2 separate regions of the Mus musculus genome follow, and region 1 is linked to region 2. The links are chromatin contacts, called in public Hi-C maps. All regions are on one chromosome and are shown on one strand. The core of a region is the stretch at or near the end of the contact, and the rest is flanking DNA. Distances in the headings are between cores, read along the strand shown. Region 1 has its middle 24 kb from the start of Gm31450. Region 2 holds the start of 4933412O06Rik (RIKEN cDNA 4933412O06 gene).

Evidence for each region. Hi-C and Micro-C count contacts between places; a contact is called where the count stands out from the background.
Region 1: a contact with region 2 is called in a Hi-C map of adipose-derived mesenchymal stem cells, with 2.2 times the contacts expected there. The contact joins the enhancer-like site here to the promoter of 4933412O06Rik in region 2. A contact is called at or near these places in 2 of 484 Hi-C or Micro-C datasets (adipose-derived mesenchymal stem cells and liver) and 1 of 115 datasets of contacts at active chromatin or transcription factors (embryonic fibroblasts).

What each region holds. Positions count from the first base shown.
Region 1 is chr13:15,906,622-15,909,438 of GRCm38.p6, forward strand. It overlaps the pseudogene B230303A05Rik. Among named protein-coding and RNA genes, the nearest start is that of Gm31450, 24 kb to the right of the region's middle. Within about 2 kb of position 1,335, at least 9 of the 459 cell types and tissues checked have an H3K27ac peak or open chromatin away from gene starts, as enhancers often do. A contact at or near this core is called in adipose-derived mesenchymal stem cells, where this site is marked.
Region 2 is chr13:15,801,188-15,803,954 of GRCm38.p6, forward strand. It overlaps 4933412O06Rik (RIKEN cDNA 4933412O06 gene), which reads right to left and starts at 1,443. Exons shown (of 3, transcript NR_045507.1): 1 at 668-1,443.

The DNA.
Region 1 (2,817 bases), core at 85-2,584, 110 kb after region 2:
GGGTGTGTACCTGTGCTAATGGTTTCTTGCTTCTTTATAAATGTCACTAAGATACCATAAAATAGTCTCTTCTCTCATCTTTTCATGATTTGATTGCAAAAAATACAAAAATTCAAACATTCCCGATCCATAGTGATTATTTTTTATTTTAGTGGGAATTCTTGGTTGATTTGTCATGCCAAGATGATAGAGATTAGAGTACAATGTGTCACATAGAAACACACAATTCTGTGATATTAACGCTTATTGTGATACACCTATTCTCTTTATTGGAGATGCTTATTCTTGAAGCACTATTGAATCATTTGCTTGTTCTTAGAGATGAATTATTTAAGATTTAATCAGTGATCCTTTTGAATTATGATACATTCAGACATATGTCTGGCTGAATTCACCACTTAAGAGGAAAATCACAGATGGACCAAGGCTGAGCCAAGATCAGAATTTTTGGATTCAAAAATAATATTTATTGTCTGTTTTACACCAGAACCACTAAATATGGACTCAATGGTAAAACCCAAAAACCTCTTTTTAGAATGCCTTGTATGTGGAGATTGTCATTGTAAATTTTGGGACTTTGGAAAGCCCTCAGTTCCCCTGGGTGTTTGACTATATCCTATGTGTAACTATCAATGTAGTACAATCGGTTGAATAATTACATCTTTTGAACAGCAAATAAATTGATTGCCGCTATGTTGAATTAGACCCTCTCCTCAGTGATTTGATCATTAACTCAATTGAGTTACTAGGATCACACAGTTGATTATATGAAAATTAAATCTAGATGTTCACATTGGATTGATTCTACTGGTATTTTCATGTATCAACTTTGTTAGGGTAAGGTAAAATGAAAGTTTGCTCCTTTTTTCACTTAGACAACATGCCAAATATAGAAAATAAGGCTTTCATAGTTCTTTGCTGGGTATAAGATGGTTAAGTTGCTAAGGAGCTGCTTACTGCATAAAAACATTTCAAATCTGGTTTACTATATAGGTGTATGATTTGTAATCGCAAGAATAAGGAAGGCAAAAAGAAAAGAAAGGCAAGAAAAGAAGCCAGTGGGAATTCTAGGTCTAGTGAGTGTATCTGACTTTTTCTTAGCTCTCAGACTGTAGGCTGGGAGATAATGGGAAGACGGTGATCAACTCATAGTTGCCAATTCCAATGAGACATATGACCTTTCAGTGTCTCTGTGAATGAACCAGCAGCAAAAGAGCAGTGGGAAAGATCAGCATGACCAAATTGGCCATGAGGTCTCTTAGATAAACATATGATGATGCTGGCATTCAGTGTTCTTATGACTTTCTGTGGCTTCCTTAGACTAGGGAATTTTCCTCATTACAACAGACAGCCCCATCTTTCATTCTGTGGTAATAAGGAAAAGGCCTCTGGTGTGACACATTGGCTCACTGTGTGACTAAGAAAATGACAGTTATTTCACCCTCTAACATCAGCTAGCTCCAGGTCTACTCAGAACAATATTCATAACAAAGACAAACAAGAATCCAGTCAGTAGGTTTTTAAAATTTCGTTTACATTTTCTTTGTTTTTAGTAGGTAATATAACACTGAATCTAAAAGGAATGCAATTAGGCTTATCATGTGTTTTATCATATAATATAGAATACTTAAAATTTCTTTTAAATTATATGTACAGGCTGTGGATGTGCACAAATGAGTCCAGTGCCCAGGGAATCAGAACAAAGCATCAGGACTTCTGGAACTGAAGTTATAGAGAGTGGTGAGCCCTCTGACATGGGTTCTGGGATTCAAACCAGGGTCCTATGCAAGAAAAGTATGAATTCTTAACTACTGAGCCATTTCTCTAACTCATTTTCATTAAAAATAATTTAACAATCATACTGTAGTCTCATAATTCCCCTCCTTTCTCTTCTCCCAACCTCTTCATATTCCTCCTGCAACTCCCTAAATCCTGGATTGCACACACACCACATGCACACACACACACACACACACACACACACACACACACACGTATATGTATATATACATGTATATGTATACATGTTTTAGGTTGATCACTGCATATTGAACAACCAATTACCTGGAGAAGATGGATTCTCAGCTTCATGCTAGTCATTAGTTGCTTGTAGTTCTATAGGTGTAGAGTCTGATGAATTCTGTTTTCCACAGTTTTGTCTTGTAAAACTGTGTTGTCATCCTCCAGGTTTGTTAAGATTTTATGGGTATAGCTTTCTTGTCATATGCAGTTGATTCACTCAAAGACTTCTGACTTCTTTGGATCACACAGTCTTTTTTGCTTCCTCTTTCAGGGTATTTCCTGAGCCATTGGTATAGGGTGTATTATAGATGTATTATTTGAGGTTGGGCATCCTGTAGTCAGTTGTTCTCTGAATTTTGACCAACTGTGGATTTCTATCATCATCTCTGTCTACTTGATGAAGTCAAGTACACTTACTTGAGTATTTGGGAAAGTGGCAGCAGTAGGTTCTCCATAGGTTGCATATCCTTATCAGCATCATTTATGGTACAGGCCTGAATTTCCTCCTGTTGAACTTGCCTTGCATCCAATTACACAGCTGTTTGTTACCACACATGCATGAGTGCCATTATTGCATCTTTGCGTGTACGTGATGATCATTTATTGTGAATCGCAGGCTTCACAGGTGGGCAGCACTCATAATTATTTCACTCAGCTTTGGTAGTTTACATATAACTACAAATGCTATGAAACAAATTCTCAGAGTAGGTTTCCAGATCACTGATACAGATCAGTTCATTTAAGTCCTGTGTCCAGAGTCATGGTTTCTTTAAATCCTGGAAAGCAACCAAAGAC
Region 2 (2,767 bases), core at 193-2,692:
TTGGAGCTGAGATGAAAGGATGGACCATGTAGAGACTGCCATATCCAGGGATCCACCCCATAATCAGCATCCAAACGCTGACACCATTGCATATACTAGCAAGATTTTATCGAAAGGACCCAGATGTAGCTGTCTCTTGTGAGACTATGCCGGGGCCTAGCAAACACAGAAGTGGATGCTCACAGTCAGCTAATGGATGGATCACAGGGCTCCCAATGGAGGAGCTAGAGAAAGTACCCAAGGAGCTAAAGGGATCTTCAACCCTATAGGTGGAACAACATTATGAACTAACCAGTACCCCTGAGCTCTTGACTCTAGCTGCATATGTATCAAAAGATGGCCTAGTCGGCCATCACTGGAAAGAGAGGCCCATTGGACACGCAGACTTAGTGTGCCCCGGTACAGGGGAACGCCAGGGCCAAAGGGGGGGAGTGGGTGGGTAGGGGAGTGGGGGTGGGTGGGTAAGGGGGACTTTTGGTATAGCATTGGAAATGTAAATGAGCTAAATACCTAATAAAAAATGGAAAAAATAATAATAATAATAATAATAATAATAAAAGACCCAACAATTCTCCTAGATCTTCTCAGGTCTCAGTAGAATTAGCACTTCTGTTCTTGTTTTCCTGAATTCTTATAAAATCACAATGTATTGTAATTATCTGCTTACAGATCCATTTCTTCCCGAAGTCCTTAAGAGCTTTTGGAGGACAAGAAATAATGTCTCTGCACATCACATATTCAGATCATTGCCTGTCAAAAGTAGTCATGGAATATGTCTTTAGATGAATTTTCAATGACAAAGAGAATTCATTATGGTTTAAAATGAATCTTTTTCTCCTTTGAAAGTTTTATTCTGGACCACCCTTCACTGACAGTTGGAGTCCTTTGATTTGGTATTGTTCTTTTTTCTTTCTTTCTTTCTTCTTCTCTCCGGCTCGCTCACCCAGAAGGCTGCACTCACATCCTGCAGAAAGGGACAAGTAACTCCGTTCTGGCCTCTGTGCTCTGGGCTTTTTGACAAGCTTTTGAAAATGACAGGGTTCGGCAACTTCACAGGGTGTTCAGTAATGGTCGCTTCCCCTGCTGCATTTTGAAGCTAACATGGGAAGGACAATCTGTCTGTTTTTGGTTGGTTAACACTTAACTCGTCAAAAATATGTTTTGTAACACATAGTCTATGTCCAAGAGGTCTTGCAAGATTTCCAAAGCTTTTTCCCACACTTTTTTTTTCTTCTCACCCGCGGAAAAAAGAAACAGTGTATTGCCAAAAACAAATTATCCCACTTCTCAAAAAGGACTGCTGCTGCTCGGGAATCTTCAAGCCACAAAGTTCACTTCAGGCCCGATCTTGGCCAATACTGCCCGCCACACTGCACGTATCTTGCTCGGCTCCTGCTCCAGTGCGGGGCTGCATCATGCACCCTCTTTGAGTCAGAGCTTGAATGTGGACAGTGTTGCCTGGCAACCGCTGAGGTCAGCTGCTCTTTGGCTATGCCGCAAAGATTCCTTTTTTTTTTTTTTTTTTTTTTTTTTTAATGTAATTAAGATTTTGTTGAACATGAACTACAATTTTTGTTTTCTGGGGAAAAGAGAGGAACAAAATTCTAGAATTTAGAACCTTTTGGCAGAAGACCCGACAGAACTCTTTCATTTAAGAAATGCCTTTAAATGGCTTGGTAGGAAGAAAATAAAAATGGAGGTATATCAAGTCTAAGAAAGTTAAACAAAAATAGCTATAGGGATTTGAAATGTGTATAACTTGTAGAAAGAACTAGCTCAAGAATATTTTAACCATTACAAGCAGGCTGCTGAATGTATCTTTCCCTCATTGACTCTACTAGGAAAAACTTTTTCCAGAACATTCCAAGAGCCTCGTAGAATCCTGACTTTGTGTCCTCAGAGCCATATACCTACTGCTCTCAGAAGAGTTTCTCTAGACTGCCCAATTGATCACGCTGGGCCACTACAGAACCTTTAAGTGTCTCTCACACGACACACGCTACCTTGACTTTTAGAGCCCTTTGGGAATGAATGAGTCGACTCACCCCCAACAAAGATGCTCTCTACTCCTCCAAATCCAAGATAAGGAAAGTAGCTAACACATAAGAATATTAAAAACTTGAGTTAATATCAATAAGGAAAGAGCACATAAATAATTTAAAAACTGAACACTAAAAATATTAAGGTTCATGGAAAACAGTTGTAATTCCAGAATCCTCTGTCCTAAAGAACTGCTTAGTGTGAGAGAGCAGTATGACGTTTAATCTTTGCTCAGAAAGCCCTTCTCTTTCACACTAAATGTGTTCTTTCCTTATTAATACCAATGTAGCTTTTATTGGAGGTTTTCAGCTACTAAAAACCAGTAAGCCAATGTACTTTAGACTAAGTAAATATTTGTGTTACCAGGTTCTGGCCAGCAATGATAAACGGTTGAAATGATTATAGCAGGAAATTGAAGCCAGAATTAATGAATTTAGGGGACTAAAAGTGTATTCATCTGACTCGGTAGTGAGCTTGTGTGAGCCCCAGCGTTCTCATCTGGAGAGTGGGGAGAATGAGAGTTTTCTCTGAGTTGTGATAATTAATGGGCATATTGGATGGGTGTTTTGTCCCAGCCTCGAGAGAAAGAGAGAAGCAGCCTCCAGAATCATCTCTTGGATGTGCAGACTCTATGGGACAGTGAGCTGTTTCTTGTGTCGGGGTACAACAGCATCCCTGACCTTCTCTGGCTCTCCTATCACAGTTTTCCAAAACCTGATGATTCAGT